Regions from separate parts of the Gossypium hirsutum genome. Here all the other regions are linked to region 2. A link is a contact called in public Hi-C data. All regions are on one chromosome and are shown on one strand. Each heading gives the region's core, a stretch centred on a gene start, on an enhancer-like site or on the middle of the called end of the contact. The rest is flanking DNA. Distances are from core to core; before and after follow the strand shown. Region 1 has its middle 27 kb from the start of LOC121214645. Region 2 holds the start of LOC107910325 (growth-regulating factor 6). Region 3 holds the start of LOC107910319 (protein SOB FIVE-LIKE 5). Region 4 holds the start of LOC107910327.

Region 1 (6,472 bases), core at 923-3,422, 150 kb before region 2:
GCAAATTGACTTAGCCCTTAAACCGAGTTTCTTTAAAAAGAAAACAATTTTACTACAATTAAGCTTTAAAAAAATGAAATTTGATTAGGATTTTTTAAAACAAGATCAAATTGGGATTTGAAAAATAAACTAATTGGGCTTTTGGATTTAACTTTTTTTTTTCAAAGTTAAGCCTAATAAAGTATTTACAAACCCAAAAGCAATATTATTTTTCTTTCTTCTCTTTTCTTTTTATTATTAATTTTATCAAAATAAAATTTAATTTTGAACAAAATTTTGATTTATTATTATTTTTCAATAACAGACCATCCAAATATCCACCCACCTCATGTTGAAAATCTCAAATTAATTATTATTATTTAAGTAAAATTAATTTTTAATTTAATTGTGAATCCTAACTCACATTAACTTAAATTTCGAAATTAAAAAAAAAATAAAGGTGCCCCTTAATTTTAAAATTAAATGGACAACAGTTTAACTTTAAAATTAAAATAATCATATCAAGAAAATCTAGTCCAAATAGCCAATTCGAAGCCTGAATCTAAATTATGATCCCAGAACAGAATTCAATGTCTACAATATATTCTTTAATTTCTCAAGCTCCCATACATATCAATCAATCTCCTTTAATTTTCCAAGTTCCAACCCAGTTTAAAATTATCAATTTCTATCTTTCTCTTCCTCTCTCCTTTATATATATATTTTTCTAATTTTCCCACTTCTTTCTTTACTTTTTGTTGATCTGTTCTATCATATCCCTGTTTACTCTTTTCTTTTTATCTCCATTTTTTTAATTTTTAATTTCTTTTCTTCATTTCTCTTCCCCTCTCCCTTATTTTTGGGTCACTCTCGTTATCCAATCAATCTTCCATTGAGAGTTTGCGTCAAGAAGAAAAAAATGATGGTCTCTTGGGTTGAAAAGGGAAAGGATAACGATAATCTAAGAAAATAGGAGAAAGAGAAATGAAGAATCACAACTTATTTTGGGTTAGGTGTTAAATTTTTTTCTTTGGGTTGGTTGGTTGGTCGAAAAAAATTGGAGCAAAAATCATATAAACCCGCTTACCGTTGTATACGTTTCGGGGTTGGCAATTCAATAGCGGTTCTCCGAATCAGTGTACTGGCTAGTTCCTGAGTTGACCAGTGGGTCTGCATTTAGACCTCATTTTCGTCATTGGTTAGTTTAGATTAACTCAAAATTTTAATTTCTTATGATTGTTGTTAGCTTTGTCCTTAAGTTGTCTACTGCAAACAGCATTTTGGTACTAGTTAGAAAAGAACAAAAATTTACATTTGTCATAATACATAACATTGTTATCTTGTTCAACATCTGCAAATTGTGGTCAGGTTTTATGTGGATTATGCAGTTATGTTATGTAGAATTTGTCCATTGTTGAATGAATGTAGAGGTGAGTGGTGAAGTGTGATTAAAAGAAATTTGAAGCCTTTTCAGTTGAATAGATATTGATTTGTTGCATTTCATCTAATGGGAACATTCAACAATCCCACTCAGGGAGATTCCTCGAAGATGGTAGGTTTCCTTTTAAATTGCTAGAAGCTCCTTTTTTTCATGATTCATGATGGCAGAATGTTAATTTTGCTTTGGTTAATCTCTCTATATATGTATACTTTTGCAAACACCATGTTTTAATTATATTTTATTAGTATATCACAATTGCTTTTTCATTTAATTTACAATTAACGGTGGATAATGGATACTGAGGTGACAATGTTGTAAAATTTCATATACCATTCAAGGAAAACTTGACAATTATTTTGTCATCGTTACAAAATTTGTATTAGTAGAACCATAGAAAAGGTCACATAGTAATCTTATCTCCTTTTAAATGACTATCATAGTTTATAATTTCATGGCGCAAGTATAAATTAGGTATTCATCTTTGGAAAGTAAAATTTGATGAATAAATGAATTTATATGATCGGTATTTGTATCTTTAGAATCCATAAACCCTATATTGAAATTGAAGGAATTGAGCTTAGAAAGTGGTTTCCATGGAGATTTTGACAAAACCTCAAGGTGGAAGGTGACAATTTTTTTGAGAAAATGGAGAAAAAGACAAAGAAAATAAAAAAGAAGGTGGTCAACCATGGGAGGTTGCTGCCTGTTAGAGAAGAAGGAAAATGAAGTTGATGGGGGGTTCTTTCCCCATTTAAGATTAACAAATGGGCCCAAGGTTTAAGCCCAATCTTTCGATGTCAATTTTCTTCAATACTAGGTTTCAACGATTCAAAATACTTTTGAATATCAAATATCATAATTAAATATCATAAAAGTCTCAAGAATTAATTAAATTACCGTTGCCCATCTTTGCCCTTTTAACAGTTTCTGCAGTGGAAAATTTACAATTTAATCCTTCTACTTTCAAATTTTCCCTATTTAGTCTCAAAATTGATTTCCATCATACCATTGCATATAACTTATTCTTAAATAATCAATAACAACTCACATTTTTAACATTTTGGTCAAATTGCACTTTAGTGCTCAAACTTTCCAAAATTTGTGATTCGGTCATTTTGTCATACTTTCACTTTTATATTTCTTTTCATGTAATTCCTTCTCCAATATCATATTCCTTCAATAAAATTTCTTATTTGATTCATTCCTTAAATTCTTCTCATAATTAGGGGTGAACGTTTGATTGAATCGAGCGAAAAAATTTTAAGTTAATTGAGTTGAAGAGTCCTATTTTATCATCCTAACTCCACTTGAAAATTTTTGAATCGGGTGAAATGAAGTTCGAGTCGAATCGGATAGAGTAAAATTGTTCGAGTTAAACATGCCAAATTAAAATCTTATTACACAAAATAACTAATTTCATGTTAGAGCACATAAATTTGAAGTCATATATATTTGAAAACTCTTTCAAAGCAAAATAAGAAAAAAAAGAAGATATTTTAGTATGATAAACTTAAAATTTTAATTTATTTACTTAGGTCCCAAAATTATTGTTTTAGAAAAATTAACTTTTTATATATTCTTTAGAATTTTTTATTTTTATATCTTTTTTTAAATATAAATTTTGGAAATTTTATAAATATTTTAAATTTTAAAATTATTTTGAATTATTTTGTAGTTATTGTTGAGAGAGACCAATTTGCTCATTTTCAAAATTGATTGGGACCAAAATGGTATTTATACCAATATGTTATTTGAGTTATTTGAATTATTCGAGTTATTTAAATTGTAAAATTCAACTAAACTCAAATTACTTATTCGAGTTGATTTGAAAAAAATGGATAACTCGATTCGATTAACTCAAAAATAAAAAAAAATTAATTTTTTCAAACCGAATTGAGTTTTACTCACCCCTGATAATAATTTTTTTAATATTCGAACTCGAAATTATGTCACGTGTAATATCGTAATTTACGGGACAGTATAACCCTCCCGTCCTTATGAAAATTTTGTCCTACAAATTACTGAATGTCTCTCATGAAGAATTTTGTATATCTTATTCCCTTTATTACACTTATCGGTATATAGGTTTCCATATTAGATCAATATCAATATACAAACTATCTGGTAAAAATATGGTGTCCAGCAAGAAAATGCTTGAATATGAGATAAAACTTGAGAAAAAAAACACCTAAGATCCCAACACAGAACATGTATAAAAGGACAATAATAAAAAGGGAAGACAAATTCCAACATACGGAACTTGCACATATAGTACTAATTAATCTTCTAATTTACTTTTATATTGAGAGAAAAGATTGTATGAACCTGTAATTTTATGTCTTTTTTATTCTTTTCTAATAGAAGAATGATAAATCAAATTTTTTCTTTCTAATTTTTAACATTTTCAGTTGGATTTGAATTTTTCAGGAAGAAAAGGCTGAAAATCAAGAGGAAAAATTTGATTTGTCATTCTCCTATTTGAAAGGGATAAGAATAACGTAGAACCACAGTTCCATACAATCCCTTCTCTTATATTGAATATTATAATTTTCATCACTTTAATTTTAGAAGCTATGATTTTATGTTCATTAATATATTTTCGGCATTATTTTATTTTATTAAATTTTGTAAACTTAACTTTAAATCAACTTCTCTCACCCAATGAAAGTGGATAAATTTTTGTTACAATGTTTAATCATGTTTCTTTAATAATGTATTATTGGTTTTTTAATTTTAAAATAATAAATTAAAAGAATTAGTTTTACATTCAGAACTTCATACGAACTTATTTATTTTAGATAAATAAAATATAATTAAGTAAAAAAGTTTATTTCGTTCATAATTAAAATTAATATATAAAAAACAAAGCAAGAATATCAATGATATATTTTCATTAGTGTTGGTCTTTGGGGGCCAAACACGCCCTCTCTGTACTGGTACTTCCCAGCGCAAATTGCATGCTCTTTTTCTCTCTCTGGTTGGCATCTGCCATGGAAACTCACCGAAAGTTTCGACTCATCAAACTCAGGAAAAAAGTAATCATGTTCTCATCTAAACAAACTCTAATTTGTTTGCTAGGGAAACAAGTTGATTCCTTTTGAGTCAGCACAGCAGCGTAGATACTCCTCTCTTGACTGACCTAAAACATAAAACAATTTGAATAGGTGGGGGAAGCTACGAAGCTAGTCACATGAGCGTCGATCGTGACCTCAGCTGGGCTCACCCATTATTTGTTTTTCTCGCCATCTACTTAATTATTACATGTTTTGCTAGGGTTTCTGTAATAGATTTTACTATTACTTAAAGATAGGGTTTTGGGTTTCCGCGTTTGGCTTTTAGTTTTCGGTTGGTCGTTGATTATTGATGATGTAAGTAATAATTCAGCTGTCCGTGCATTATTATTTGTGGGTTGTTGGGTCATGCTGTTGTTCCTTATCGATATTCACTCTGAATCCTTATAGATGGTCAGGAGGATCCAAATTTTCAGACGCCGTCTCACCAACTTCAACGCCTAAAGTCTTATGAACGAGCTATTAGATATGAATGAACACTAATACAAAGTGGGATTCAGGGTTATTGTTGAACCACATAATTTTCACGTGGACACTAAAATGTGGTTATTAGCCCAAGTTTAGAAGCTCCTTTCTTTTTTCAGAACTTGAAAGAAGAAAGGAAAATTCTTGAGTTAGCTTTTTTAATATTAGCTTCCCGTCAACTTTATTTTCATAAATTTCTAAAATTTCTATTGGATGTTAGATATGTTAGTTATAGATTTTGTTATCCCTATCAAATATTGTTATATAATATAGATTTTAGTAGTTATATATATATATTGTCGAAACCATTTTTAATTTGAATTTAAAAAAACGGGATCGACCTTTTAAAATGGAGTCACCACCGATCTTTATTGGAGGTGTGATCGGCTCACCTTGAAAATGATTTTGATCTGCGAAATTTTAAGAAAATAAGTTTGGGAGCCGATTACGTACGAGGAAGGGTTAGCACCTCGTAATGCCCAAAATTGGTACCGAATTGATTGTTTAATGTCTTAGTGTCGAGACTTGAAAAGATTTTTAAATACGATCCCATGAAATAAATAAAATAAAATAAAATTTGAATCGGATGATAAAACGGACCCATTTCAAAGAAAATAACCGTCACACTCAGTGAGTTAGAGTGCAACCGTTCAATTTCCGAAGTTAGATTCATTCTTTAATTTTAAAAATTCATATGTATTGAGAAGGATATTTGATTACTTAGAATCAACGAGAAAAAATTGAAGCCCAGTAAGTTAGGGCACGTTTTCTCGATTTTCCAAACACAAAACATTGCCTTATTTAGAAAAAATTTTCTTTTTGATGTATGGTGTTAATATGTATAACAAAATGATAATGAATACGACAAGTTAAGCGTAAATAATACAAACAACCATCAACAATGAAATAAATAAATATAAGAGACGAATCAATCACATAATAACAAGTAAATAAACTAATAGAATTAAAATGTCCTTTTGAAATGATAATGAACAACGTAAATAAGTAAATGAATAATAATAACAGTAAAGAAGATGAATAAAATTAAAAATGTGAGAAGATATATGTATATCTATATGTGGATAATTTTTATAAAATAAAAAAATGCGTATATATATTATAAAATATATATGTCAATATTATAAAAATATATGGATGCATGTACATATTTTAAAACGATAAAACATAAAAAAGTGTATTTAGGAATTATAAAATATATGTATAGGTTATAAGAACGTATATATGCATATATATTTTTTTTAAAAAGATTATAAAGTATAAAAGACGTATGTATATACATATATGTATAAAAAAATGCATATAGATTATAGAATATAAACATGTATAAGTATGTATATTAATTAAAAATGTATGTGTATTATAAAATGTATGCATGTATATGTATATGACAAAATCTGAAATTTAAAAAAATATATATAAATAAGTAAATAATATTAAATAAAGTATTAAATAAAACTGATTTTTAAATATATATATTTATATATAAAATAAATAA
Region 2 (6,679 bases), core at 66-2,565:
ACATTTGCAACTACAAGTACTTGTGAAGTATGAATAAAATTGAATGAAGCAGCAAAAGTTTTGCTCAAAAATTATTGAAGACAATGAATTTGAAGTTGTCCTAGGAAGAATAAGACCTAGGAATATGCCTTAATGAATGTTATTTAGTATTGAGTTTACGTAAGGAGAGAAAGTTATTTATTTGTTAAGAATGAATGGTATGAAACTGTAATTTCATATTATCCTTATTCCTTTTCAATAAGAGAATGATAAATTAAATTTTTTTTTCTCTTAATTTTTAACTTTTTCCTTCTAAAAAATACTTGAAAACATATTTCTTTTACCAACTTACAATATTATTGAAATAATACATTTTTAATACACTAATTTTAATCCTTATCTTATTTTAAACATAATAACTTTCAAAAGAATAACTTATTTATACTTAAATCAACATTCACAAATGGTTAGATATTGGTTTTTTTAATTCAAATTCAAAAGAAAATTTATTTGAATAGGAAATAAATAAAATAACATTATTCATTTGGTATTTGAATGTGTTAAATATGTGAATTGATTAAGTAATTTTTTTGAAATATTTAGAAGATAATATAAATTTAAATTAAAAAAAGAATTCAAATAATTACCATTTAAAAATAGAAAATCTATGGATTGGTGTTTGATTTCAAGCATTTCCATGAGAGAGATTGTTATAAATTAAAGGGGGTTTCGGAAAGAGTAGATTTTCCTCTTTGGTGTCTGTCACGTGACAATGCATCCTTGTCACATGACTTCATGGAGCTCACCACTTCTCTTGGTCTTCTTTTAAGCTTAACTTTGAGATAAGAATAAAAATATATTATTAATAAAAAGAAACCGTTAGCTAGCAGACTTTGCAAGGCAAGGCAAGGCAACCAATTAGGTTTTTTTTAGTTGCAAGATAAGAATATTTAAAAATAATTAAATTGATTAGTGTAATTTTATTATTATATCTACTATTTTTTCACATAATATCTACAATTACTTATAATCACTTTTCAACCTATAAATAGGAGGATAATAGGCTGCAATGCACTCGAACTCACATCCTCCTACATTGCCAATAATATCATGTCAATTGAATTAAGATTTATTTGATATAGTAATAATAATATTAAAATAATATGAATAGTGTTTGGATTTAAACTATGAAAATAGTCCTATTAAATATATAATTTTTTTTTGAAAATAACTGCAGATTGGGCTTTATTAATAAATTCAAAAATACAAAACAAATTGCCTATATAAGACCAGACCCGATTGTAAGTTTTGGCCCAGCTTCAGAATAAACAAAGCAATAATAATACTATGGACGTCAAAACAGATCTTAATTCAACCTAAGGACAGCATAAAAAGCAGAGATGGAAGTTTATGGAATCCATTAATGCTACTGTTGTTTTTGCCCAATCAACAAAATGACTTTTCATCGCCTTGTCACTTCAGCTTCCTTTTCTTCTTCAAGATGCATACACACTCCTGAGAGAACATTAATTTCAACTTTTCCTTACCAGCCCTCATTTAGATTACCCCATTTCATCTTCTACCTTCCTGATCAATCCGACTCTCCCTCTCTATCCCTTTCTTCTTGATCTTCTGCATATTCAGGGACTCCCCCAACCAAGGTACACTGTTACTTTATCCTTCATCGTTTCTTTTGCTACCGTATGCGCAAGACTGTTAACTGTTCTTGGGACATATTCAAATCTGCATTCATTGAGTTTTGATAGTAGCTTATGAATATCGCTAATGTAAGCACATACCTGTGATTTATCTGGGATACTTGACTTGCACTTTTTTATTATCGGTAATGAGTCTCCTTCGATAATGATTTTTTCCCATTTCCTTTCTATGTCGATTTTGGTCACTTTCCGGCACGCGAGCGCCTCGGCCGCAAAGGCTGATGTCACTTGTTGATAGATCTTCGAGCATGATAAAAGAACCTTGCCTTCATTGTCTCTAGCCACAATCCCCACAGTCGCTTGATTATACTTTCCATCGTAGGCTGCATCAAAGTTGATCTTCATGAACTGGTCAGGTGGCTTCCTCCACTTTCTAATAATTATAGAAGATTGTGACTTCTTTTTTGTCGATCTCGTTCAACTCTGATATATAGCTATTAACAAATATGCCTAATGCTTTTCCAGATTTACTCACTTTTTTGTGCACTCAGTCATTTCTATCTCCCCAAATTGCCCATAATGCACAGTAGAATATCCTACATTGTGATGCTGAGTTCTTCGCAAATACCCAGGTTAGCCACTGTATAAACTCCAACTGACTTTCTTGCAAAAAAACTTTGCATGGTAATTCCCTCCATACTGAAATTGAAATAGGGCATTCACAGAAAAGATGGTCCATGTTCTCTGATCCAACTCCACAGCGTGGACATATTGTTATGTTTGTTAGCTTTTTTTGAAGCATATTAACTCGTATAGCTAGGAAATTCCATGATATCTTCCAAATTGTAATTTTGATTTTTGAAGGAAGGTTCAGGAGCCATAATTTTTTGTAAAATTCCTTATAGTCATCTTGTAAAGCGTAAGCTCTAGGATCATCTTCAATACTCTGTAATAGTTTATAGGCTCTTCGCACTGTGAATTCGCCCGACGCCTCTACACTCCAAACCCGAAAATCATCATGAGGTTTTTCTGCCAATGGGATGCCAATAATCTTCTCAGCTACATCCTCTGGAAAGGTAGAAATTATCAACTCTTTTTTCCATGTTCTGTTACTTTGATTAATTAAATCGGCAACTTTAAAATCATTCAAATTTGTATTTAAAGCTAATAACCTGCTCTTTTTCACATCTGGGATCCAAAAGTCATTGCTAACTGAAATATGTGTTCCCTTTCCCACTTTCCAACACAGACCTTCCTCTAGAGTGCCCTTTGTAGCCCAAATACTTTTTCATGTATACGAAGCATTGTTCCCCAATCGTAAGTCTAAGAAATTAACATTTGGGAAATATTTTGCTTTTAAAACTTGAGCTAATAAGGAATCTAGATTGTTCAAGATTCTCCATCCCTGTTTGGCTAATAGTGAGACATTAAATTTAGCCATATCTCTAAAGCCCAAACCATCTTCTACTTTTGATCGTCACAAATATTTCCATTGACACCAATGAATTCCTCTTCTCCCATGGGCTTTTTGCCACCAGAATTTAGCAAAAATGCTTTCTATATCTCTGCATAATGACTTTGGTAATAAGAAACAAGACATAGCATAGGTTGGAATAGCCTGTAGTACTGACTTTAAAAATACTTCCTTGCCTCCTTGCGATAACATTCTGGTACTCCATCCTTCAATTCTGCTATGTATTTTCTCTTTGAGATGCTGAGATACTGAAAAGATTCTTTTTTCCGTCTGCCAACCACATTCGGGAGACCTAAATATCTTTCCATATTTGTTGAGGTATTTATCCCCAGAATTGCTGAGACTTCTTCTTTTTTTTCTTCTGTAGTGTTCGTGCTGAAAAAAATTGTAGATTTATTGAAATTTATACATTGGCCAGAACACTTTCCATACATCTTCAATATTTCTTTTAGCACATTTGCCCCCTTGACTGATGTGTCCCCAAACAGAATACAATCATCTGCAAAAAGTAAGTGTGAAATTTCTAGGCCTCTTCTACTTGCTTTTGCACCTCTCAACGATACTTCCTTTATTGCCAATCTCATCAACGGTGATAATCCCTCGCTGCACATTAAAAATAGAAAAGGGCTTAGAGGATCTCCCTGTTGCAATCCTCTTGTCGACTTAAAGCTTCGTCCACTTCCTCCATTTGTATTGACTACATAGGACATCGTAGATATACATTTCATAACCAGCTCCACCCATTCCTTTGCAAAACCCATTCTTAACATGACTTCTTTTATATAGCCCCATTCTACCCTATCATAAACTTTACTCATATCAAGCTTTACTGCCATGTATCTTTTTTTTCCCTGCGCTTTTGTCGAAATGTATGCAAAATCTCATACGCAAGAAGCACATTGTTTGTAATTAACCTTCTTGGGACGAACGCACTTTGAGTTACATTAATACATCTTCTAATACCTACTTGTAGTCGACTTGCAATTATTTTCGCCACCATTTTATAAAGAACTGAGCACAAACTAATGGGTCTAAAATTAGTTAAGCTAGTGGGATTAGGAATTTTTGGAATCAACACGATCTCTGTTTGATTAAAAGGTCTAAAATTTTCCCCATTAATTCGAATTCCCAAACAAAAGTTAGTAATTTCCTTACTTACAATGTGCCAATACTTCTGAAAGAAAATTGCTAGAAAACCATCACTGATGCTTTAGTGGGTCCCATTCCTTTCAGAGCTTCATAGATTTCTTCTGCTGTATATTTTGACATCAGAACTCTGTTAATTTTTTCCAGAATATTACTTTCAATGCCCGTTAGAAGATAAGAAAGGTCTCCTACTCCATTTGACGTGAATAACTTCTGAAAGTACATAGTAGCAACTTCATTAATCTCACTAACTTCGGTAACCTCTCCTCCTCCATTAAGTTCTAACTTTGATATGGTATTAATGTTTCTTCGATATGTGGCAAACCTATGAAAGAAAGTCGAATTCCTATCTCCTGTTTTAAGCCAATTTACTCTTGTCCTTTGTTCCTAGTAAACTTCATCTTTATCAATTTTTATATTCAGGTGGATTTGGGTATCGATGACTTTTGCCATTGTTTCGTCAGTCTTTTCTTGCGCCATTAACGTATCAAGTTACTTTGTAAGCTTTTTCTTCAATCCCTCTCTCCGTTCTTTTATTGATTTTGCCCATATTTTTAAGTCTGCTTGTAGTCTTTCGAGTTTTTCAGCAACTGCACCTATTCCTAACTCCCAAGATTCTTTAACTACTTCCTCAATCATTTCCTCCATGAGCCACCACGCCTTAAATTTAAATTTTGAATTGCCCTTATAAGAATTTCCACGTTTTGTGTTTATAAGAAGTGGGCAATAGTCAGACATTGAGTGTGTTAGGTGTTTGATGTTACTTGTTGAAAATGGTTGCCTCCATTTGTCATTTTCCACTCCCCTGTCAAGTCTTTCTTTAATGTTTGTCTCAGCAAATTTCCTTTTTCCCAAGTAAACCAAACCCCTAAATATCCCAAGTCTTCTAGTAGGTATTCTTCTAAAGCCTCTCGAAAGGCCTCTATTTTACTCTCTTCCCTAGGTACACCACATTTTTCGTAAGATTACATGATCTCATTAAAATCACCACTTACCAACCATGGATGACTTCTGTCTTGCCCCAATTTCTTTAGCAGATTCTACGTAGCACTCCTATTATTACCATACGGCGAACCATAGAACCCCGTGAACCTCCATTCTGCTTCATCATTGCCTTCTTTAACCATAATATCAATATGATTCCTAGAATAAATTTGTAAGCTTATTCTAGTGTCTCCTTTCCATGCTAAACATAGTCCTTCTCGAAAACCCTCTTCTTCAATATCAATTCCATTAATAAAACCGCATCTCCTTGTGACTTTTTCCATGCGTTGCTTATCTAGCTTTGTCTTCATTAAGAAGACCATTTGGGGATTGTACTGCTTTAGGAAAAAACACAGCTTTCTTACTGCCCGTGGACTCTCCAATCCATGAACATCACTTCTGAGAAGGTTCTATCACAGCCCTTAACATCATCTTTTTTCAATCTTTTAGTTCCGTCCACCTCAACATCTCCCTTGTCACTCATTGTGAGATCTCTTTCTAGGGACTTCCTCTTTCCCATACTATTCTCAGCCTTTGTTTGTATCATTGTGGCCATTGGTTTCATTTTTTTCAGCTCGTTTTCTTTTCATGGTTTACGTTTTTACACTCTTGTACCTTGCTGCCATTTGCCTTCTCAGCCTCCTCTAACCCAAATATCCTTCCCTGCTCCTTTATCATCTCCTTCCCTCCCATCAATTCTATATATTCCTGTACTTCTCGAATCTCATTATTCTCTTTTTCTATTATTTTAGAATTTCTTTTCAACACTACTTTGCCTCCTAGTTAAGAGCTTTGAACCCCCACCTTCTTCGTCATAGCATTAAGTTTCATACTTTTTTTTCCAACTAATTTTGATTTTGCTTTTAAAGCCAACGAATAAGGTGGATCAATACTAATTTTGCTTTTTCTTACAGGTATTATTTGAGTGCAATCTGTTATCCCGTGCCCCATTCTTCCACATCCAAAACAAAATATCAGTAGATTCTCGTACTTAAAAGGAACACCATGTTTTATTAACATTAATACTAGAGACAAAAATACCTCGGCGTAGTGGTTTTCGAACATCCAAATTGATTCTGAGTCAACAGCAAGCATCGTTAATTTCAAATCTGATAACCCCCTAAACGTAACACCAATTGTATGCAGGAGATCCTTCTTATCAAATTCTGGTAAATACGAATCAATTTTTATCTAAAACGGTGAAGAATTTAGACTAATTTGATCTCTTTCCACCGCCTGAACTAACATATTGAATAAAATAATACTTTTACGAAAAAGCCAAGGTCTCCCCTCCATAATCGACTCCAGATCTTCTTCCAAATCAAACACTATCAAAAATAGATTTTGCCCCACCCGTTAGATCTCGAACTTTTTCCTTGTCTTCTATATACTTTTCATTTGTACCCTAAAGCTTTCTAGGTTGTAAAGCTTTTCTGTC
Region 3 (6,793 bases), core at 1,808-4,307, 200 kb after region 2:
AGTAAAATTATTTATTTATTGATTGGGTTTAGAAAGTAGTTTGAAGAAAAGAGAGAGGAAGTTTTAAAATGAGTTTTGAAATCCAAAATTTAAATAACATGAAATTATTGCACAATTTCAAATCTAATTAATTAATTAATTATTATCCAAGTATTTCTCGCCATCTTGTAAAATTGGTTGAATTAGCATTAAATTTCCCTAGATTTTACTATTTCAAGTGCTTGTAAGCTGATTGACGAAATAGAGAATAGAAAGCATGAAGTAAAGATGATAACATCGTATTATGAAAATTTTTTAAAATCACTAACCAAGACAACACGTTGCATTATCCAGTTGACATTAACTTTAAATGCGAATATATATGCTAAGATACTAATTTGTCATAGTTCAGAAATGGACAAGAAAGAAAGATTAGAGGACAAAGAGGGGGAAGTATTGTCCTTTTCCTATGATCCATGTCCCTATCCAAGATATGGTTTGCCTAATTCTCAGGATGGCCTGGAAAAACACCTTCACTTAATGATCTTAAAGGGAAACTCATTACCCAAAACCAACCTCAATAATTGCAGTCACTGTTTTTGCATGTATCACATTTTTGGTGGGTAGCTATCAGAGATGGGTGATAGAGATGGTGCTTTTTGGGACTTTTTTTTTTTATGGACAATGAAGCTGACTTTCATCCAAACTATATATCTGTTTTGTATCTGGTTAAGCATAGGTTACCAAATTTACTAGCCCTGCCTAGCTTTTATGTTAGGTGGGTCTTATACCTTACTCCGACTGGGATATGTGGTAACACAAGAATCAACTGGAGAGACTCGCAAACAATTATCCGCCTTACACCATTTGGATAGTCACTCATCAACTATGCACATGCCTCGTACATTACGAGAGGAAGTGTCCGTCCTTAATAACCCGGTTGGATCTTTTGGTAAGTCATCCTTCTCCTCTTTATTCTCCTACGTTTTTGGCTCTCTATCTTGGGTGAACCTACTTTCCTCAACATCACTCCTCTCTACTTTTTCCACTCTCATTAATACCGCAATTTGATTAGCGATGGAAAGAGAGTAATATTCGAATAATTGTAAATATTTGATTGGGTTGTTTGGACATTAATGCTCAAATAGTGCTTTTATAATGGGTTGGCTGGATGTGCACAAATGGGCTACAGAAATCCGACCCATCAAGTAGTGCTTTTATAATGGGTTGGCTGGATGTGCACAAATGGGCTACAAAGGTACTCGCCTGATTAATGGAAAATACAGAGACACTCTGTCCATCCAAGGACCACTGCTATTTTTAACACTTCTTTTTCTTGTTTTATCTTTTTCTGGTTAAAATGAAGATCCCAAGGTTAATTTTGTTTCTTGTTTTCAAGTTTTAAACCTATACAAGCCTTTTTTTTTTTTAATCATTCTGCCAAAAGATGGGGACTAGTCTTTCTGACTGTTGAAATTTAAACAAGCTAATTTATTTGTGGCTGAGCATACAAAATTTTCAAGTCCTCAAGGGGGAAATAAACTATGGTCGGCACAACATTCTTTCAAGGGTATTACTAGTTTTAAACCCTACACTCTCAAGTGGATAAACCTGAAAAACATAGTTTCTATGCTAATAGAACCAGATTCTACATTGTCTACGCATAGTGTCAGCAAAATAAACTGGAGAAAACCTGCAATTTCATATATACCAATGACATCGAAATTTTAATTTATTTTAATGTTCTCAGGTTGTTTCCCACTGCATTGACAGAAAGAAATTAAAAAAAAAAAGAGAGTAGACTCGGAGAATAAAAAACAAGAGTAAAAAGGAAGGAACAAAATCCCTTTGAGATCTAAGGCCTTTTTGTTTTGTTTTTCTTCTTCTACAACATTCCTCCCATTTCTCTCTCCAGAACAGCTGCATTAGTAGAGACAAAAGCTGTTACCATTTACCCTTTTGTCATTCCTTGCTTCTTCCCTGGAAACCACCAAATTCTTTTTATCAAACTACAGCTTATCTAACCATCAAATTTCTCTTTTTTATTTTTAAGAATGTCGAGGAGAAAGTTGAAATCGATGACTAACCTGCAGGTTTTTCGAACCTGCTTTTCCAGTTTTTAGGAAACCAAGTTTTTTCTGGAATGATGATGATTTGCCCTGAAAGTATCTCACAGGTGGCATGGTTAAGTTTATATATAATAATAATGGAAGACTAACTGCTTTAAAGAAGGATATAGTATATATTTAGTACCTTAAAATGTGTACCCGAAAAGCCTTGTGAAAAGTCCAACAACTCCATTGAAGCATCTTTGTTGATGTTCTTCTGTAAAAACACCAGAAAACATCCATTGTTACTCTTGTTTTTGTTACAAACCAACCGAACAAGAACAATTAGAATATAGTGGAACTTACCTCGGAAAAGCTTGTTACAGGAGAGCTGGCAGTGTCATCAAGATAAGAATGTTGTTGATTATTGCTACAATGTTCTTTCATCTTCTTTTTGTTTTTGCTGGTTTTGTTAGCTGGTTCAGGATTTACAGGATGAGAACAAAAGCTTCTATTTTCATCGAGGCATTCCACATAATCTTGGCAGTAATAATGTCTTGGACCAGAAGATGCATCAGACACCATGGATAAACCCTCCTCTTCATCTTCAACCCCGAATCTAGCTCCTTTCACCCCATAAACCTCATCAAAGTTGCCGCCAAAATTTTGACACCGGGTTTGAGAGTAAGAGGATTGACCTAAGTAGAAAGTCCAACCAGATTCACAACCACTACCACATTGTGAAGCTGATAAATTCATTATAAACACTTTTTTTTCCCTCTTGGGTTTACAGTTTTGACATATAAGCAAATTCTTGAAGCTGTTACGTATATAAATAGAATACAAAGAGGGTATTGCAGGATAAGACCAAAAGAATCACACTCAAATCCTAGACTACTTTTCTCATCTCTTCAAGCCTTTCGCCATTTGTTTTTACCTTAAATGAATCAATCAAATTAGCCAGTTGGCTCTGAGTGAGAGAGAGAGAGAGAGAGAGAGAGAGAGAGAAATTGGTGAACAGTGCTGATAGGGAACCGATTATCAATTCATGTATATAAATGTAATAATACAGCAGCCTGTACAACAATGGTGCTGTCCTTTCAATAAAAAGTGAATGTATTTTACTGCTCATTTAATGCCCTCTATATCTTTGTCTTTTCCGACATGTCTTTCAAATGTTTATATTTGGAACTTGGAAATGATGGATGAGATTGTATTTTTTGAAATTAAGACATCTTAAATTGAGGGTATTTTTTAAAATTTTAAATAATTAATTATAATTCGACTTTAATTAAAGGAATTTTATCATACCATATATTTTATAATTAATTAAAATGAACAAACAATTTGCAAATTATCAGATTACAAGAGTCTAATGAAATTAAATAATGCAAGATGCCCTTTTCATTCAAAATTTAACTAAAGACAATTCTTCAAATCTATGTTTAAACCAAATGTGAAACGGACATGCATGTTCCTTTGCTGAGTTGTCGTAGACTCATTATGGGGTATTAACTGAGACGTTATTGTAAACTTATAATTTCCCTGTTTTCTTTCTGGGTCATTACAACAGATTATCCATCTATTTATTTTTTCCTGTGCCGCCGTTGGAATGCATTAAATGGTAGTGGGGTCTTGAGTGAGTGACCCCATGAATGTTGGATCGTTGCATAACATACGGCATCTAAAATATAAGTATTCCTCTTATCTCACGTTATTTTGTCAAATTTCTAGAATTTTGTTTATAGCCATAACAATTCATAGATTTGTAAAAGTTAATTAAAAGGATGAACTTGTGTATACAAAAATTAAGCCCAAAAATTTAATATAGTGTAAATTGATGGATTTCTCCCCTTACATATGTAATATTGTATAGTTTACTCTGTAACACTTGATCTGGTCGTCAAATTTAAAATGTGAGATATCATATTCGTTGTCGAAACAATTATGTTGGGAATAAATTCGAATTGAACAACAAATAAGAACGAATAGAGAAAATTGGACACAAATATTTTCATGGAAAAACTCTTCTCAAAAGGATAAAAAAAACACGGGCAAAGAAAGCTTCACTAAAACGACAAATAGCCAAAGAATAATACAAGACGGAAAAAAAAACAAAACAAGCCCCTAAATCCCAAAAAATACAAAGCTCTTTGGCTAAAACACAAAATTCCCTTACACTCTCTTTTGTTGTGTTGTCGAATCAATCTCTCTAGGGTTGCTAAAAGCCCTATTTATAGGCTGAAATTCATAGGCTAATATGATGAAAATATCCCTAGAGTTATTAGAGTTTGTCTAAGAAAAGATAGCTGAGTTTAACTAGGAGAAGACACGTACTTTAGTAGGGAACACATCGTCACGTCGTGACGTCATTTATCGACTTGTCGGGATGTCACATGTTGCGTCGTCTGTTTTTTCTCGTCGAGACATCGTGTGTCGCGTCGTCAGGACATCGACTCTTCCTTGTCACGATGTCGACTCTTTTTTTCCAAAATGTGAGGCACACTCCATAAATCTCTATCTTGATTCATATTTTCCCAACGCCTTCTTTGTCGAGTCCTATCTGGGCCTAACTCGATATTTGCAGGATGTTGGCCAAACAATGTTTGAACTTGAAACTGGAAGGCTTTTGGCCATCATATCGGTTGGATTATTTTCTGTGCCAATTTTGTGAATATGAACATCTCCTTGAGCAACCACCTCTTGAACAAAGTGATACCAAATGTCTATGTGTTTTGTTCTTATGGATGCATCTGATCCTTAGTGAGATATATGACACTTTGACTATCGTAATGTACAATAGTCGCATCATGTTTATTAACTAGCTCCCCAAATAGACCTCTCAACCAAATGGTTTATTTCACAGCTTCTATGATTGTCATATATTAAGCTTTGGTAGTCAATAAAGCCACAATGGCTTGAAGCATGACTTTCCACCTAATGGTGCATTTGCCAAAAATAAACAGATAACTCGTGAGGGATCTAATTTTGTCTAGATTGCTTGCATAATCTGAGTCTACGAAGCCCACTAGAACCTTTGAACTTATTCTGAACCTTAAATGAGCATTTGATGTCCCCTTCAAATATTTGAGAATCCACTTAACTGATTGCCAGTGTAGTTTACCGAGTCTAGCCATGTATCTACTTACAAAACTAACATGTGAAATATCAAGACGAGTGCAAACCATTGCATACATTAAGCTTCCGACTGCACTAGAATAAGGAACCGAGGATATATACTTTTCTTCATTTTTGGTTTGTGGTGATTCTGAAGTTGAAAGTCTGAAATGTGCAACTAAAGGAGTACTAATTGGTTTCGAATTTTTCATTTCGAACCACTCGAGGATCCTTTCGATGTACATTTTCTATGACAGGAATATCCTCCCGAAGTGTCTATCTTTGGAAATTTCTATTCTTAGAATTTTCTTAGCTACACTAAGATCCTTCATCTCGAACTTAAAATTAAGCATAATTTTTAATTGATTAATTTCAAATGAATCCTTAGTCGCAATTAACATATCATCGACATAGAGCAGCAAGTACATGAATGATCCATTATCAAGACGATGCAAGTATACACAACTACCATACTTACTTCATACAAAACCAATGCTTGACATAAATGAATCAAACTTCTTATACCATTGTCGAGAAGACTACTTCAGGCCGTACAAAGATTTTTTTTAAAAGGCAGACATGGTCTTCCTTGCTTTCGATCCTGAAGCCTTCAGGTTGTTGCATATAAATATTTTCCTCTAGGTCGTCATGAAGGAATGCAGTTTTCACATTTAACTACTCTAATTCAAGGTTGTGTAATGAAACAACAACTAACAATGTCTAAATGGACATATGCTTCAAAACAGGATAGAATACATCTTGAAAATAAACTCCCTCCAGTTGATTGTAGCCATTTGTTACCAACCTTGCTTTATATCTAGTTTTATCTGGGTTTTGATCCTTCCTTCTGTTTCAACATCCACTTGTAACCAACTAGCTTCTTTTCAGTGGGTTGTTTCATGAGTTTTTAAATCTCGTTCTTTTGAAGAGATTCCATCTCCTCTTCTATTACGAAAAGCCACTTGCTCGAATTAGGAGCCTAAACTATCTTAGAGTAATTTGAGGGATCGATTGAATCAATGCTCTCCACAAAACTTAGAGTGTATGCCACTAAATTTTCGTGACAGTATTTCTATGGTGGCTTAATTTCTCTTTTTTCTATCGCGGGATAACTTATAATTTTGTAGTTGAGGTGTAGGAGTTTGAGAGTCAAGTGGAGCCTCTAATTGATCTAAAGTGACTTCAGTACCCTTCTGCAGTTCTGAAACAGTTTTTGCCTCGCTTATATCGTGATTTCATCGTGACCTTGCAACATCACGAAATCCCTCATCTTGACGTCGAGTCTATTCATCACATCGTCACTGTCTGTGACGTTGTGATGTCACCGTCTATTTTTAACTCCGGCTCCACCTTTGCTTGGGTGACTCTATTTTGTTTTGACGCTAAGAACAAATGACTCCTTTCCTAGATGAAACATCTTAGTTTCATCAAACATAATATTCCTACTCACAATCGTTTTGATTATTTCTGTACACCATAACTTAAAGCCTTTAACACTAGCAACAAATCCCAAAAAAATACATCTTACAGCCCTTGGTTCAAGCTTTCCCTGACTAACTCGTGAATATGCAAGATAATCGAATACTCTAAGGTTAGAGTAATTTGGAGGATTACCGGACCATATCTCTTTAGGAACTTTTTCGTTCAAT
Region 4 (6,631 bases), core at 2,908-5,407, 210 kb before region 2:
GGTGTATTGGATTAGAAGTGTATTGGATTAGAGGTGTATTGGATTAGAGGTGTAATAGCAAATCAACTGTTTGGTTGAATGTAATGGAATAGAGGCGTAATAATAATCTTGTGTTTGGTTGAATGGAATAGAGGTGTAATAGCATAATGGAAAAAACTAAAATAACTAGAATACCCTTAGCATAAATTTGTTTTGGTAAATGATTATTGTTATTGTTATTTAAATTTTAATAAGATTATTATTATCAATAATAAATATTTTAATCATATTTAAACATAATTATTATTAAATATATTTTAATTAAAATATATAATTTAATAAAATTCTTAATAATTAGCAAAAATTTGTTTTGGTAAATTATTATTGTTATTGTTATTTAAATTTTAATAAGATTATTAATATCAATAATAAATAATTTAATCATATTTAAATATAATTATTATTAAATATATTATAATTAATAAGGAACCAATATCAAACAAGGGCCATATAAGGAACCAATATCAATTGACCATAGAATAAAATCAAACATGTTGATCAGATCAACAAAATGAAAATAAAAACAGAAGCTTTCAAACTGCAGAAGGTGGAAAACATTTAAAAGAACTTCCAATCGCAACTCTCTTATTCATATGGAATTTACAATGTCACTCGTGAATGAAATATCGAAGCTCAAAAACTACCCCATGAATCAATACAAGCCAATCTTAAACCAAAATCAAAAAAGTTTTATCGGGTCAAAGCAAGTCAAGAATGAAGGCTGAAGCTTTTAAACAGCAGACTATAGAAAACATTACCAAATCAAACGCATGGATTTTACTAATTCAGTCTTGAACGAATATCAGAGCTCGAAAATTACCAACAAATCACTATCAAAGCTTGAAAATTACCCAATAAATTGATATAAGGAAATCTTAAACCAAAATACGTTATATCAAAGTCAAAGCAATCAAGAACAAAGGCTGAAGCTTTTAAACAGCAGATTACAGAAAAAATTACCACAATTCTAACATGAAATGTTAACAACCACATGCAATTTATTAAATCATCCATGAATGAATATCAAAGATCGATAATTACAGAACAAATCGATACGAATCAATCTTAAACCAAACAAAACATGTTTAATCCACTCAAAGCAGTTAAATTTATACTCTAGCTCGAAAAGTTATATAATAGAACCCAATCATCCCAGGCGATTTTTAACCCATCCCTTAAATATTCACAATCATTCGTCTCTATAGATATTGGCTTCACCTTAGGTTTTACAATATGGAATACAAATACTAGTTATGTCGCCTGCGGTTGAACTCTAACAAGCTGCCATAAGTGCGATCAACAACACCAACGAAGAGCGATTCTGTATCTGGGCTAAAGGATATTCCAGCAACCTCACCAAAAAAGTCAATTTCCTGGCACTTCACATACCCGGACTTGGTGTCGAAGACATGAACGAAGTTAGCTGGCTCAGCCATGGCAAGAAATCGACCATCTGATGTGAACTTGAGAGCTCTAATTGCTCCCATTCTTCCCTTCAATACAGCTAGGGACTGGGATGGTTTTCTTACATCCCACAATCTGCAAGTTGTGTCCTGATTCCCAGTAGCAAGAATGTTCCAATCAGGGTGCCAAGATGAAGCAAAAGAATAGTCCAAATGTCCCTCTAGGGTGCCAGTGACCTGCAGCATTGTACAAAATAAATTAGACATCAACAAGATTTAAACCTCAAAACGCACCATTTATTTGGATGTCCAGCAAGAGTGACATACTTTGCCAGACTGAGCATCGGCAATTAGGCAGTCGGTACTGTCTCCAAGAACTGCAAGCAACTTCCCGTCTGGACTAACAGAGGTATTCTGTTAAGAGAAGACAACCATAAAAGTAAGAAAAACACCCGAAAAATGGAATTCTACAGCAAGCATTTGAAGACTAGCACTTAAATTTACAGACCTGTCGAATGAGAACCGGTTGAAGGTTGAAAAAGTTTCGGCATCAAAAACTCTGATTTGAGCATCGTTATTTGTAGCCATAACTCTCATTGCACCACTGCAGAAATAAAGAAGATTCAGTTTTATTTTAAAATGTAGTCAAAGTAATATATTGCTCAAGATAACCAAAATATTTCTCTTTGTTAGACTGCTCAAAAAGGATCAAAATATTTCTCACCTAGGATTGAGATACACATCCACCGCATTAGTGATTGCATTATCATCAGTGGTTACTTTTGTGGAGAATGTCACCCCCGGTTGATTTATATACTGCCCAAGCAGAAAAATACTCTCAATAGCATGAGCCAAATTGCAAACATAATATTTTATCCCATAAACATTTGTCAAACAAGCAAACAGATACCTTGCAAATAAGCTCCCCCAGAAAACCACCAGCCACCATTAAATTTTCTTTAACTGCCATGGTGCTAATCTGCACCCTAGAGAGTTGCTGAGATTGTCGTTTCTACAAACATATCAAAATACAAAGTTTATCTCAACTGCTCTTCAAACAAAGCAGCAGAAGTCAAATTAAATTAATCATGGCCATATTCACTAACCAGGTTGGGAACAATTGGCTTAGCCACATTCAACACTTCTTTGCCCTTGCGTAGTAGTGATGACCAATGCATTACCGAGTAGTTTTGCATGAGGTACACATCGTGCTTTGATGTAGCCCACAATAGATTCCTTAGCTACATGATAAAATAAATAAATTAAACACAATACCATATATCAGCATTCTTTCAAGCATGAAAGCAGATAAAAATATCCATCACCTAGATAACTTAATTGAAACTAAAATCTTAAATTAGTGTGCATGTGTACAAGACCATACTCTTCCACATAATCCTTTCACCGACAGATAGTAATGTTACTGTTAACTAAAGACTCGTTAACTAGCTTCACCACTCACTGGGGTGACCAAAACAATTTATAGCCACAATTCAGCCTTCCAGCATCCTTGCAACAAGAAGTACGGCCCAATGCCATGGTCAAGAGTATGGATAAAAAAGAAATTGGTAGTTGATAGGAAAGACAAACAAGCATTAATCTTCTTGTGCACATTAATTTCAAAATGAATTACTAGTAACATATTTGTAAGACCATGTAACCACATTTTACCACCAACAAATGTTGTGAATCCCATACAAAGAGGAAAGAAAAGAAAGGGAAAAAGAACTGTCATAAAAAGAAAAATTGGCAGTTGATTGACCATGTATGCCCCTTTTCAGTATGGGAAGCCCCAATTCACTTTCCTCAAATTTCCCATTACATAAATAACAAAATGGAAAACAAAAATTCACAGAGCACAGGTAATGCATTAAAATTTGCAACACCAAACAGAACCATGAAAGAGGGAGACCCATAAATGCAACCAGTAAGTTAGAAGGAACATTTTTAAATCATCCATGAATGAATATCAAAGATCGATAATTACAGAACAAATCGATACGAATCAATCTTAAACCAAACAAAAAATGTTTAATCCACTCAAAGCAGTTAAGAATAAAGGCTAAAGTTTATAGACAGCAGATTTAACATGTTTCGAATCTGCTTACATGCAGAAAAAATAAAAGACAGTAACAAGGTTAACAGAGAGTTAGAAACCTACCTTTCAGTTGCACTAACTCAGAAATCGGCAAAAAAGAAAATGAGAAGAAACAAAGGGAGCAAATCGGTAGAAAAGAAAAGAAAATAAACAGAGGGCAGAAAAGAAAAGAAAAGAAACGGAGGGAGCAAATCGGCAGAGGCTAGAAGGAACAGAAGAGAAACAAAGGGGAAGCAGATGAGAGGGTATAACAGGGATGGTAAACCTATGCGGCGCCTAATCTGGGCAAAATGGAAGGATTACAAATCGGTGAAATCCACCGATTAAATCAGTAACCGATTACAATGGTATTAGCAATACCATGAACCAAACATAGGAATAGAGAGGGATTAAGCGGGACCCACCGATTAGCCAATACACCCAACTAAACATGGTGTAATATGAGTATTTTATAAATAGGGGACGAAAACATGACGTAAAATTAAATAATTAAAATAATATTTATTTTGAAAAAATAAATATATTTATGCATCAAAATTTACTGTAACATGCAAAAATTATTTCTGAATTCTAAAATTGGATTGTCAAGACCTGATTCGACTAAATGGAGGGATTAACTGCCTAAGTTGATAGGAAATATTTCCCCAAAGGAACTGGATTTTGAGTGCACTGATTTGAGCATTTGGAAAGAAGCTCTCTCCTCCTACAAATCTCGAATCCAATCTCTAAACAAGCCTAATTTGATTTCTCTTGACGAATTTTACACCCACGATCTTCCCTCTCTTCTCCGCCAACGAAACCCTAACCCTTTCATTACCACCGCCGAACTCTCCCGCCTCATGCAGTGGAAGCTCACTCGCGGCAAATTGAGGCCTCGTTTGTTAAACTTTGTTTCCTCTTTGGACGACTCTTCTGTCCAATCCGTTTCTCAAAAGGCTTTCCTCTCCCTTCCCGACATCTCCAAAGCCATCTCCCAGCTTACGGTTTTGAAAGGAGTCGGCCCCGCTACTGCCTCCGCTGTTCTCGCCGCCTACGCTCCTGAAACGGCGCCATTTATGTCCGACGAGGTAACTGCCTCTCCAATCTTTCTTTATTGGTTTTTTATTTGATATGACTTTTAATTTATATTCAAGGCTATGGTGGCTGCGCTTGGAAGCTCCAAAGATTATTCGTTAAAACAATACTTGTTATTTGTGGAAAAACTACAGAGCAAATCTAAGGTTGGTGAGGTTCCTTTCTATTCTATTTGAGTTATTATTGTAGTTCTTTTGGCATGATCCTTACTTGTATTTTGTCTTGATGATGTTGATCAATATTGTGCAATTAAAATATGCTAGTAGTTTTCAAGTTAGTATAATGGCAGTTTAATAAGAAATATTTAAAAAGTACTTAGCTTATTACAGATGGTATCGGTTAGGCTTAGAACTAGTTAACTTTTGCTATTTAAGATGTTGATATTTTTTCTTGTGGAGCCTGTTGGAAGTTCAATTCTGTACATTTTAGGTGGAACTTAGTTTCCATTGACAGAATCTCTTTCATTTTCATGTTACGAAGTTCGTTTCCATTTTCCTTTTGCTTATTTTGATTGAGCACACCTCTTTGCATGGTTCCCCAAAATGGTGTTTGCAGGGGAAATTACTTGACGAAAACTTAGTTTCAGGAGTCAGGACCACAAGTGTTCTTTCTTTCTTTTCCTGAACTCATTGTTTTCATAGTTGATAGCTGATCAATGGTCACTTTATATTGTTCTGAAGCTTCATTGTTGTCTCACTGAATTTGTAGCTTTCTGATGCTAGTCTTATTGTTTTGTTTCTATTGAATGTTTTATGTTGTTGATAGGTGATCCTAATCCGTCTCTAGTTTTCCTTGTTTCTGATTCTTGGCTAATTGCGTTTTGACTGGGCAACACTATCATATTCCTTAAGGAACAACAAGGCAACTCTAGTATTCTCTAGTTGTTAATATCCATTGGAACCTTTGCCCATTGTATGTTTGTTTGAAGAACTTATTCAATCAGTGTAGAAGCCACTGAAGTTTTGGCTATACTGCTTATAACCTAAAATTAATAGCCTACCAGTGATAAAATTGATTAAGGAAAGATGCTGAATTCTTGATGTTGACAAGTGATAAATTTTTCACTTCGTCCTCAGTCTGTGCCCCTTCTATGCACCTTTGTTGGCTTTATTCATAGGCTAACAAGAATATTTTCTCATAATGTAATGCATGTTGTTATGGGGAAGGATCAATTAATCATTCATCTATGTGCCTGATCCAGGAAATACCTTTTTGAAAAGGATGATCTATGTTTCTTATTACAGGAACTAAGTTCAATGGGTGACTCCTTCAAACCTTCGGATGTAGAAAGGGCTTTGTGGAGTTCAGCTGTAGGCGTAAAGTTGCAGTCTTCACAGACAGCTCCGGACAACAAGATCAAAGGAAGCAACAAAAGAAAGAGAAAACATTGAATTATCTATGTGCAAGATGATGGAAACTTTTGTGAGTTCTAACATGGCCAAGTATTAATCTTGTTTACTTGATGCTAACACTTTATCAATGTGATGTTGTGCCTTGGTCATATATCTGGCATACATGCATGGAATGCAGCCTGAAATTCCTTGTGTTGGATTTAACTATTTTAGTATGGTTAACCCACTGATATTAGTTAAATATTGACAGTAGCACATTACCATGCTATGGCATCTTGCATGAAGTTACTTTGAGAAAATGTCAGAGACCCAAGTTATATGATGAAACCCTTGATCCATCTTTAACTTACGAGGTAATTTCAGTCCTTTTTCCCCTACTTTATGGATGGCAATTTGCTTGTGGGTGGAATGGTAAAGTGCAGTGCAGGTGCTTTAGATTCAAACCACAGCGTTGTTGAAAGCTAGGGTGAACATACCACCCGGGTTTGGTACTTGAATTAACTAATTATTAACCCACCCACAAGCAAAATAGGGTTGGCTGAAGGACAATGATCTATTTATGGACTCTTTAATGGTTAGCCTAGCTGTTGCGAACTGAAAGCTAAAAAAGGCTCTCAAATAGCAGAAAAAACATAATTTACACCAATGAAATTCTCGTTTTCTTG

Evidence for each region. A called contact is a pair of places that touch in the nucleus more often than the background predicts.
Region 1: a Hi-C map of leaf shows a contact between it and region 2, with 3 times the contacts expected there. The contact joins the enhancer-like site here to the promoter of LOC107910325 in region 2. A contact is called at or near these places in 18 of 34 Hi-C or Micro-C datasets (callus, cotyledon, fibers and 3 more).
Region 3: a Hi-C map of leaf shows a contact between it and region 2, with 3 times the contacts expected there. The contact joins the promoter of LOC107910319 here to the promoter of LOC107910325 in region 2. A contact is called at or near these places in 2 of 34 Hi-C or Micro-C datasets (both in leaf).
Region 4: a contact with region 2 is called in a Hi-C map of leaf, with 5 times the contacts expected there. The contact joins the promoter of LOC107910327 here to the promoter of LOC107910325 in region 2. A contact is called at or near these places in 17 of 34 Hi-C or Micro-C datasets (anther, callus, hypocotyl and 3 more).

The regions. Positions count from the first base shown.
Region 1 is chrD02:16,719,724-16,726,195 of Gossypium_hirsutum_v2.1, forward strand. No RefSeq gene overlaps it. Among protein-coding and RNA genes, the nearest start is that of LOC121214645, 27 kb to the left of the region's middle. Within about 2 kb of position 2,173, at least 7 of the 9 cell types and tissues checked have an H3K27ac peak or open chromatin away from gene starts, as enhancers often do. A contact at or near this core is called in cotyledon, fibers and leaf, where this site is marked.
Region 2 is chrD02:16,875,207-16,881,885 of Gossypium_hirsutum_v2.1, forward strand. LOC107910325 (growth-regulating factor 6) reads left to right here and starts at 1,316. Exons shown (of 7, transcript XM_016838141.2): 1 at 1,316-2,053; 2 at 2,163-2,269; 3 at 2,363-2,713. The coding sequence starts at 2,656.
Region 3 is chrD02:17,075,369-17,082,161 of Gossypium_hirsutum_v2.1, forward strand. LOC107910319 (protein SOB FIVE-LIKE 5) reads right to left here and starts at 3,058. Exons shown (of 4, transcript XM_016838135.2): 1 at 2,394-3,058; 2 at 2,233-2,304; 3 at 2,067-2,138; 4 at 1,686-1,959. The coding sequence starts at 2,786. The coding sequence ends at 1,942.
Region 4 is chrD02:16,666,937-16,673,567 of Gossypium_hirsutum_v2.1, forward strand. LOC107910327 reads left to right here and starts at 4,158. Exons shown (of 3, transcript XM_016838148.2): 1 at 4,158-4,607; 2 at 4,674-4,760; 3 at 5,859-6,170. The coding sequence starts at 4,158. The coding sequence ends at 6,005. It also overlaps the pseudogene LOC107910328 and the pseudogene LOC121214644.